2 separate regions of the Danio rerio genome follow, and region 1 is linked to region 2. The links are chromatin contacts, called in public Micro-C maps. All regions are on one chromosome and are shown on one strand. The core of a region is the stretch at or near the end of the contact, and the rest is flanking DNA. Distances in the headings are between cores, read along the strand shown.

Region 1 (5,490 bases), core at 2,057-4,556, 190 kb after region 2:
ACTAGTTAGGTATACTTTATAAAGTTGCCAGTGAGTGGATTCAGATGGCTGAAATTTTTGCTACTTATTGTAGCAAATATTTAGTTTAGAATTTTTATGTAATTTATATCATTAATAATTATTATATTATATTATATTATATTATATTATATTATATTATATTATATTATATTATATTATATTATATTATATTATATTATATTATATTATATTATATTATATTATACATTTTATGAGTTATAATAAACAATAAAACAGTTGATGATCTAATGTGGTGGATGAAAAATATGGATGGATTTAGTCATTCAAGACCCAATTTTGTATATATTTCGGGCGTCTGGGCTAGTTATATTTATTGATAGTTTGATTGAGTGAGTGAGTAAGTGAGTAAAGATTTGTATTAATGTGAAGAGAACATTCTGGACAGCCAAGTCCCTTTGAACACATGACAAAATCAATTTACTGTGATCTTAAACTTGGCACTATTTAGATTCTCATGAAGAAAACTGAACACTTGCCCAGACTCAAATTAGACGCTAGCTCAGATTAATTTAATACCCAAAATATTTTTTTCCTCTGTATCATTTGCTGCTCAAGTTTGTTGCTGTTTATTGGGGCTGATTGCCAGTGGCTCTAAAATTATAGTAAGGTGCTTAAATATTAGCGGCACCCCAATTTTTTATCTCTGAATTTCAGATGACAGCTTCAAAATTGACGTCTTTCATCAACAAACAAGACAGATTTAGTTTGGAGACAGAAATAAGTAATAAATAGCTCAGCCTCAAGACTTTGTTATGGTGCTCCATTTTTGCACATTTATTTTCTTTTTTGTCCTCATTTTTATTTGCAAACTTTATTTACCGTATTTGCTATGCGCTAGTGGTTCTCAAGGAGGAGATGCTAAGGTATCTTTTTAGCAGTGGTGGGAATAACCGCACTTTAAATAATGGCATTACTTTTTTCAGTAACGAGTACTCAATTGAATTACTGTTTCCATGTTACTACGCCATTGCCGTTACTGACAATAAAATGTGTGTTACTATCATTAAGAACACTAAAGTAGTTTAAATGCTAGCTGTGTCTCTAATAGCCATAGGATCTCTCTTTCTTTGGGGTGTGTGTGTTCAGGGATGGGGCATGACACATAACCAATCAGCTAGGGCTGCACAATTAATCGTATTATTATCACAATAACGATATTTGTGGCCAACAATCAATAATTAAATATGGTCATAATTTTTACAGTATAAAGACCAAGCCGTTATTTTAATGGGTGGAGTTTACGGATTATATGTGCTAATGTGTTTTAACAGATTTAGGGTGTTTTACTGTACTTTACATTTGTCTGTACATTTTTGAATAGTATATATTTAATAGGGAATAATCATAATTTATGTCAGTCTAGTTTAATGCAGAAGCTGGTCTTTTGCGATCTTCCTGTTGACCTTTTTTAATCTGTCTTTGTTTAAAAAAAAATTATAATAAAACTATATATAATATAGTTCTAGTTTTATATATAATTAAATTTAAATAAAATATATATTTTATAAAATGCTGATAATAGAAAATATTAGAATATATATAATATATTATGATATAATATAATATAATATAATATAATATAATATAATATAATATAATATAATATAATATACTACATATAATATACTAAATATAATGTAATATAATATAATATAATATAATATAATATAATATAATATAATATAATATAATATAATATAATATAATATAATATTTGTCAATAAATAAAGGTTTAAATGAGCATTTTATACAAACATTTTAGAGCAAATGTCAGAGAGATGGGCCTCCAAAAATTGATCGTAGAAAGAAGTGGATCCCAAAGTAAGGTTGAGAACCACTGGTTTAAAACACACTCAAATCCCTCATAAAATGATTTTGAATTGTTGGACAATTACAGTATTAGTCATAGAATTGTCTTAAAGATCTAGGACAATAACTTGCTCGACAATAATATCTAGCACACTGTAAATAAAATGTCTTGTGTTCAAAAGGAGACGGAAATGCAAAGAGGTTTGGAACAAAAGTTGAAAAATGATGGCAAAATTTACATTTTGGGGGAATTGTCCCTTAATACATAAAGCTTTTACATAAAAACCCTCAAATAAATCTTGCAGTTTTTCTATCTGTTATTTAAATTCACTTATTTAAATGCTTTTCATTGTCTCATTGTTGGATTTAATACCACAAGGCAAGGTTATTTAAGTAAATGAAAACTAAAATTCAGACTATTATTTAAAAAAATATATTTTAGTTAACTAAAATAAAATAAAAATGTACAATAAATGAAAAACTAAAACTAAGAACAATTCAGAAAAATAAGAATCATTTTAAGAATTAATAAGCACTCATTCTGTGGTGGAAAGTCTGACCCATGACCGTTTATGAAAGTGTCTGTAGATGTGCTTTTCAGTCAAGCTCATGACTACATATACATTATATATACAGAAACATATTTTCCATATAAACATAAAACAAGTTTTGTGAAAAATGTAAACTGGGCATGTTTACCTAAATACTTTATTAATTAATATTAATGATAATATTAATTAATAATATTAAATAATAGTTAATAGTTCACCCATATACATAATCATTCACCCAAAAATAGAAATTCTGTCATCAACTCATGTGGTTTTGAGTTTCTGAACTAATTTTGTTTAGTTAAATAAAAACTAAATTAAAACTAAGTAATAATACTAACAAAACTAATTTAAACTAAGCAGGAAATCACAGCGGGTTTAAAACTATTGCTGAATTATAATAACCTTTCCATGAGGTCAGTTTTCATGTACCTTGCGTAAAGATGAGATATTACAAATTTCTTGTGTATGATTAAAAGAATGCTTTGTCTTGTCATTGCGTAGGACTTGATTTCCAGGCAGACAGGACTCGGGAGTGACTCAGAAAGTGTGTCAATATTGCATCACTGTTACCTGCATTGGACTTTTGTTTTATTATCCGCCATTTTGTGACCAACTTGATTGTACATTGTCTGGAAAAGTGCAAAGTGACAAAGACTCTTCAGAGTCTCTGTGTAAATCCAAACACATTTCCTCTGACACAGCATATTCTTCTTCTTTTTCCTAACTCTCCTCAGGCTGTTCATTGCTTCATCCTAAAACAAACCTAAACAATATCCAACTTGTTTTCCATCGCCCACTCATTACGGGAATGCTGTTGTTTCTGGTAACCGTAGACAGCCCAGGACGATGAGGTCATTGCTGTGTAAGCGTCCTGCCCCTGCCACAGCTTCCTCTGCCGGCAGAAAGGATGAGCCCTTCCCTCTCTCCAACACAATGACATCTTTCTCCTTGCCTAGATTGATCTACAGAAAGACGTACAGATGAGTGGACTAGACAGACAGAGGTCAGACTGGTAGACAAGACCTCGTTTTCATCTTTTCTAAGCATTCCAAGTTCTGCTCCTGCTTTTTCCATTGACGTGGCATCCAAATAGCTGTGACTTTTGGCCCTTCTGGTATCGCAACAGATAGATCTTAAAATAGAGCAATGACTGATAAGAGGCTAATGGAGACTGCTTATGTGTGTGAAACACTGCGGTTATGTCATCATCAGCTGGCTCATACCATTTCTGGCAGGAATTTAGCTGCTAAATGCCTCAGATGTTTGTTTTCTGGGTCATTTTTTTCAACTGAGTATTTGCAAAAAGCATTCGAATGAGTGGTTGAACTGACATGATACTTTTGCAATGTCATTCAGGTTTCCTTTATAAGCAAAGGGTTGTTGGATTTTGGAAACAGATTGTTGTATCATGCCTCCAGTCTTGTAGATGTTTTCCCAATCTTCAGACCTTCGAAGATGCTAGGCCTGTCACAATATTTCTTTTTTGTTGTACAATATATTGCATCAAAATGTATTGCGATAAACAATATTATTGACTTTTTAAGACTATTTTTATGCCACTCTTTATACAGTTTAATGCCAGAATCACAAAGCAAGTACTCTTTTAAAGAATATAAAATATTTGAATCTTAAGATTTGTTTAATTTAATTATAGTCATTTTAACAATTTAACAGTTAGGCATTAGAGTTGTAGCAAATGTTAGGCAAATGGGTAAAAGTGCAAGGTAAATAGTAAGAGAGGCTGCGATATCTGCTGCCATGATCTATTTTCAGTTGTCAGACACTCACATAAAAATATACTTTAGTCATTTATAGTAAATACTGATGTGTTTTTTAGCCATATTGACACCTTTAGTAGGGATGAAGACAGGCCCGGATTGGCTAATCGGGAGGATCGGGAGAATTCCCGGTGGGCCGGTCCGTTTTTTGGCCACGAGGGCCGGTGTCCCTAGCTCCACAATCTATTACTCTCAGCAGTCACACTTTTTAAATATAATTTATTTATTTACTTGACCACAGCCTTCTAATTTATTTTTTTTTACCGCAGCTCTGCTCTTTTTACCTATTTTCTCGTAGCCCCGTGAGCAAGATGCAGCCTGCAGGTTAATGATGATATAACTAGATGAGCCACCCTCTATTGAATAGCTGTTGTGGTACAGTGGTTAGCACGTTAGGTTACGACGCGGCCAACCAGAGTGCGGTCCCCGTCTACGAAGATTTTTTTTTTCATTTTTATTGTTAAGACATATAATACTGTAAGGGTTGTTGAACATCTGTAGTTCTAAAACAGCTGTTTTCTCAAAAAAAAAAAAAAAGACCTGATAGTGTAATTAGAAACTGAATTGGAAATGACCTTATTTTAAGAAGTGTCAGTGGTGAACTGAGGTGGGCCGGTCTAAGGCTTGAAACTCCAGGGCTAAAAAAGAGTCCCACTCCGGCCCTGGATGAAGATGTAGTAAAGCTATAAGCTAAAATGTTGCTAGAATTGTTTTTGGTAACACTTCATAATAACTACACGCTATGAATCATTTATTAAGCATTGGCATTAATGATATTATTCTTTGTTAAGAATTAAAACGCTAGTAAGCCGTTCATAACTGCAGCTACAAATGCTCTATTCTTGACTTAAAACAACATCTGAATGTGCTTAATAATTGTACTTTCATACTTTGTTAATGATTTATTTTTCATTACTAAATTAAGTATTGTTTTTTAAGATGATTCAGAATGAGTTAGTAAATGATTAATAAACTATTTAAATAAGCATTCATGTTATTATTCAGGCGTAAACTAATAGTTAATTTGTATGTTAATAAATGCTTTATTAACTCAACTTCATCCAGTTTTTTAATTAAATCTAATTTGAGGACTAATAATGCTTTATACATCTCTCATAAATGACAAGTAAAGGCTCAGTTAAATTCTAAACAGGAAAAAAAAAAGAAATAAATGACTTTATTCATTTCTGTTCATTTAAAGATACATAAATGAAACTGTATTAAATAAAAAAACAAATCTTTGCAACCTTATCTAAAATAAAATGACTGTACAGTTTAAATATTGCATCCTATTATATTGTTAAATT
Region 2 (4,802 bases), core at 1,744-4,243:
GACCGTTTTATTGATCACTGATATGATTGACTTGGATTTTAGTTCGATTTAAAAATTAAAATTGCAAAAATAGCTTAGATGTAGCTAAGCTACTTTTGTCATGTAGCTTTTAGCTTAGCTTGCTACATTTCCTTGCGACAAAATGGAAATTTTAAGAAGAGTGGCTAATAGCTTAGCTAACTATATTTTTCAAGTAGCTTGCCCAACACTGATTAAAACTGATGTTTGGCATTGTCATGAGTGATGATAGGTTTGGCTCTAGAAGCCCGGCCATGTATATTGCCTCTGTGGAGCTCCCAACAAAGTTTTGGTGGAAACAGGAGAGTTAAGGTGCACATTTAATTCAGCAGTGAATTGGTCAGCTGAGATTTTATGTTTTTTTGGACATAAGTTTTTAAGTTAGCACCCGGATATCCCTTTCAGGCAGCTTCCTCTTGCATTCAGTTTAGGGCTGGGTGATTTGGCCTAAAAGCTAAATCTCGATTAAGATCGATTATCTCAATCTTCACAATGTGTAGTTACATTTTTGAGAGGTGCGTGGGTATGTGACCGCTTGAAGGCTGCGCTAGACTCTCGACATGAATCAATGTAAATCATCCTTAACAGAGCGGGGTCACGTGACTTCACACACAGTCGGGAAAATAATCGATAAAACCAACTTGGTAAAATTAGATCGATTATAGGTTTTGAATGTCAATTTCAATTATTTTTCGATTATCTTGCAGCCCTAATCTAGTTACTATTATTGGATGTGGTTCATGCTTCTTGGTGGTATGCTGACATTACACTGAATTACGCATGGGATGATAACCAATTTCAAGGTATACCGCAGTTTGGAAAAGTCAAGGTTTTAAAACCGCCAACATTTTATATACCATACCTATACCATTTCTATGGTATGTGTAAAAAAAAAAAAATATTGGTAAACAGTATCGCCAGCAGAAAGAGAAAAAAAATCCAAAAGATGCTGTTTTAAATTGTAAAGAAATGTGTGTTTTTGAAACTAATGAAGAGAGCAGCCTGACATGTTTACTGCTCCAACAGCATAATTTTCATGTAAACGGTCCATGTAAAGCTATAGCCACAGTACAAACAACAAATCCATCTGAAAAAAAACGTTTAACAGAATTAACATTGATTAACTACTTAGCAAAATGGTTTAATTTTCTTCCTCACATCATTACAATGACATTTGTTAAAAAGTTCTCCATGTTTTTATGTTTTTATGCATAATTTTATGTTATGTATAAATGTTATATTTTAGCTTTTAAAACATTGAGACACTCTCATTGTCTTTAACATTGTTTATGTAACATTGCATTTGTGAGATATATGTGCTAATAAAAAGAACTGTATAAAACAAGAGTTTGCTTTTACCCAGACAATTAAAAATAATATATTTTAGAGCGAAAAATCACAATACCGTAAAACCATGAAACCGTGATATTTTTATCCAAGGTTAACATACCGTCAGAATCTTATACCGGCCCATGCCTACACTGAATACTGTGGCTCACATCACAAAGACTTGCTTACTTCATCACAAATGTGCCAGCGAGACACACACCACAAATTTGTCTCCTTTGAACTCATAAGTCACCCATATTGTTGTGTGCATTGAAATATTTTAAGCAAGACTGTTCTATTGCTAATTAAACCTTCACACTATGCTCTTACTGGTGGAATGTGCAATCAATGTGCCACCAGACTGGTTTAGCCATTTAGTCATGAGCCTTTCAACACTAGTTTCGTTTTCCAAGCCCTGTGTGTGTAATTATATATATATATATATATATATATATGTATATATATATATATTATTTTTAAATGTAGTTTATTGTTTTTCAATAGTCTCTGAAGCAAGTCTTTCATGTTTGTTAACTCCCAGTTTCACAAGAAATGTATGTGTGATGATAGCTTGGGTAAATATGCCTAGCAGTGTAAATAAGTGGGTAAGTTTTAAACTAGTCAGTCTCTAGTGCTTGTAACAAATCCACCTTGAGCTATAGACAAACAAATAGTAGAACAATGGTACATGAATGTGATAAATAGGAAGACTATGCAATGTGCCACAATACAGCAGCTTTGTGGAAACACTTCATTTTATAATGTTTATACAGTACTATAAACTGTTTATTACATGTTGTTTGTTTGTTCAACAAAAGTTATCATTTAATTAGTATTATATTGCGCTTATTAATGTAAAAGCAGAAAAACATTGACATTGTATTTTAAAAATGTGGCCAGATTTGTAACTATACCAAGTAAAAAATATTAATTTACACTACAGGAATCTTGGCCTAGAAAGGCATATTATTGTGACTACAGTGAATTCACATGCATAGTTTTTTTTATAACATAGTAAATTGTTTTATATAATTATTTTCTGGCTTACCTTTAGTTGAAAAGGGTGGATCTCATTTAGTGAGTGTCTTCTGAGTTTTTTAGTGAGGGTCTTCAGCATTCTGCCTGTCCTTGATTGCTCTCAGTTTAAGATCACTTCAAGAAATTAAAGATTCATCTCTGAGACACATGCCCTGAGTTGATCAGCTCTTTCTAAGAACAGTCAATAATGATGTGTGTATTCAGAGATGTTCAGCTCCATGCAAACAAACTCGTGCTGGAACCCAAATAAACAAATATCATGAGTTCATCAGCGCCAAAACAACACCAGACATCCGTGCGGGACCGCTTCGGGTTTTAAAGTTCAAGTTTAAAGAAAATCTCGTCGATTGGTCTGAAAATCCATTTCTCTGACGAAGGTAAACTAATTAGAAATGACTATTTAAGTCCTGTGTCGTGTTGAGTTGTCCAGCGGCAGTGACATCACTCATCAAACACGCTGTTATATTCCATTGATGTGTAAAGTCAATCTTAATCGACACACGAAAGATGAAATGTGTATAACTAAAATAAAAAGTCTCTATAGAATTTCAAACGCACTCACTCACTCACACACACGCGCGCGCACACACACACATACGCATCCGCACTACACACACTACTCTCTCTATCTTATGCTCGTCGTGCTTTTTCATTGGTTGCTTAAACCACTGATGTCATTGCGTTCTAGAATGAGGCGGGCCTGTAATATCTTAAAGGGGTAAGAAAAGCTTTTTAATAACTCATGTTTTTGGGCACACGAAGAGCACTTTCATGGATGCAGTTGTGCTTACAGGCTCATTTTAATGCCTTCCATGCCAAACTCGGTCCTGGATTGCCGGTGTCCTGAAGATTTTAGCTCAAACTTGCCTCAACACACCTGCAAGGATGTTTCTAGAAAGCCTTGTAAGAGCTTGAACCAGTCCATGTGTGTCTAAATGGGATTGGAACTAAACTTTACTGGACACCGGCCCTTCAAGACCGAGATTGAACACCCTTGTACTACAGTATTATTCTTTTTTAGTTCTTTTGATTGTATTGTAGTTTGCAAGAGTAATTTTCTTTATATGATGCTATTTAAATATGTCAACCGGCCAGAAACACTTCTGAAGTAACATGTATTTTGGTGTGGTGTTATGAGACTTGACAAAAATTTCTTTATGTTTATGTTTATATATTAGCATATGGGCCGGTATAAGTTTCTGGTGGTACGATAACCTTGGATAAAAATATCACGGTATCACTATTGTGATTATTGCTCTAAAATACTTTATTTTTAAATGTTTGAGTAAAACACAACATCAACAACTTGAACACAATATATTTTATCTTAGAAAAGATTTAAAATATTTTGGAACAATAAACATGTCAAATAAATCATTGATTTCTGCTATCTTCGTTAGTTTCAAAACCACAGATTGCACCTTAAAAAAATTGATTAAAAAGCCATGGTAAACCTTGTAACCGGTTATCGTCCCATGTCTATATATAGTCGATAAATAACATACCACAAAACGAATTAAGTTAATTAAGGGATAATATTCACACACACACACACACACACACACACACGCATGAATGCACACACACTGTTTACAGTACTGACATCTTGAGCAAGTTCAAGTCGCTTAACCTTCTTGTTTTTTTTTGACAGCTGCCCTAAGCCCACCTAAACACACATACAGTACAGTATATACTTTTTATTTATTGTTTATATTACTACAAATGTATTTTAAATAAAAAAAACTATCTAAACTTACCTTTGCTGATTAAGTTCTAATAAGGAACGCACACTGGCAGTTGTTTATAGACCCAGACTATTTTGATAGCAATAAAGTAAAGATAAATTAAGTATTTTTATTTGTTTTTTTTACTGTTTGTAGTCATTTTGTCTTTAAAATGGCTGTAATTTTGTCATGGTTCTGAAAATGCAAGCAAACAAATAAATAAATATAGTAGTTAATAACTAATGACCCCTCCGCTCAACACTTCGTCATAGTTACTTTTTATTATAGCATACCTACATGTATTAATTTTGTACATATAAAACTTTGCTGAATTAAATGTCAAGACAGATCACTAATAAAAACATAATATACCATACAATGCAACTAATAACATAGTGTTGGGGGAAAAATGTGAAAGAATAGGGTGACGTGGTGGCTCTGTGTTTAGCACTGCCACCTCACAGCAAGAAGGTCGTTGGTCCCAGACTCCCAGCTGAGTCCGTTGGCATTTCTGTGTGGAGTTTGTATGTTCTCCCCGTGTTTGCGTGTGTTTTCTCCAGTCCATAGACATGACCTATAGGTGAATTGAATAAACTAAACTGGCTGTAGTGTATGAGTATGTATGGATGTTTTCCAGTATTGGGTTGGAAGGGCATTCAATGCATAAAAAATATGCTGGATAAGTTGGCGATT

Evidence for each region. Hi-C and Micro-C count contacts between places; a contact is called where the count stands out from the background.
Region 1: a contact with region 2 is called in a Micro-C map of caudal fin, with 3 times the contacts expected there. The contact joins the enhancer-like site here to the promoter of si:dkey-16j16.4 in region 2. A contact is called at or near these places in 2 of 18 Hi-C or Micro-C datasets (caudal fin and an unstated tissue).

What each region holds. Positions count from the first base shown.
Region 1 is chr17:44,450,470-44,455,959 of GRCz12tu, forward strand. All of the region lies in intron 4 of babam2 (BRISC and BRCA1 A complex member 2), which reads left to right. Among named protein-coding and RNA genes, the nearest start is that of babam2, 61 kb to the left of the region's middle. Within about 2 kb of position 3,307, at least 18 of the 62 cell types and tissues checked have an H3K27ac peak or open chromatin away from gene starts, as enhancers often do. A contact at or near this core is called in caudal fin, where this site is marked.
Region 2 is chr17:44,262,916-44,267,717 of GRCz12tu, forward strand. It overlaps si:dkey-16j16.4, which reads right to left and starts at 2,994. Exons shown (of 5, transcript XM_002665221.7): 1 at 2,396-2,994. The coding sequence starts at 2,464.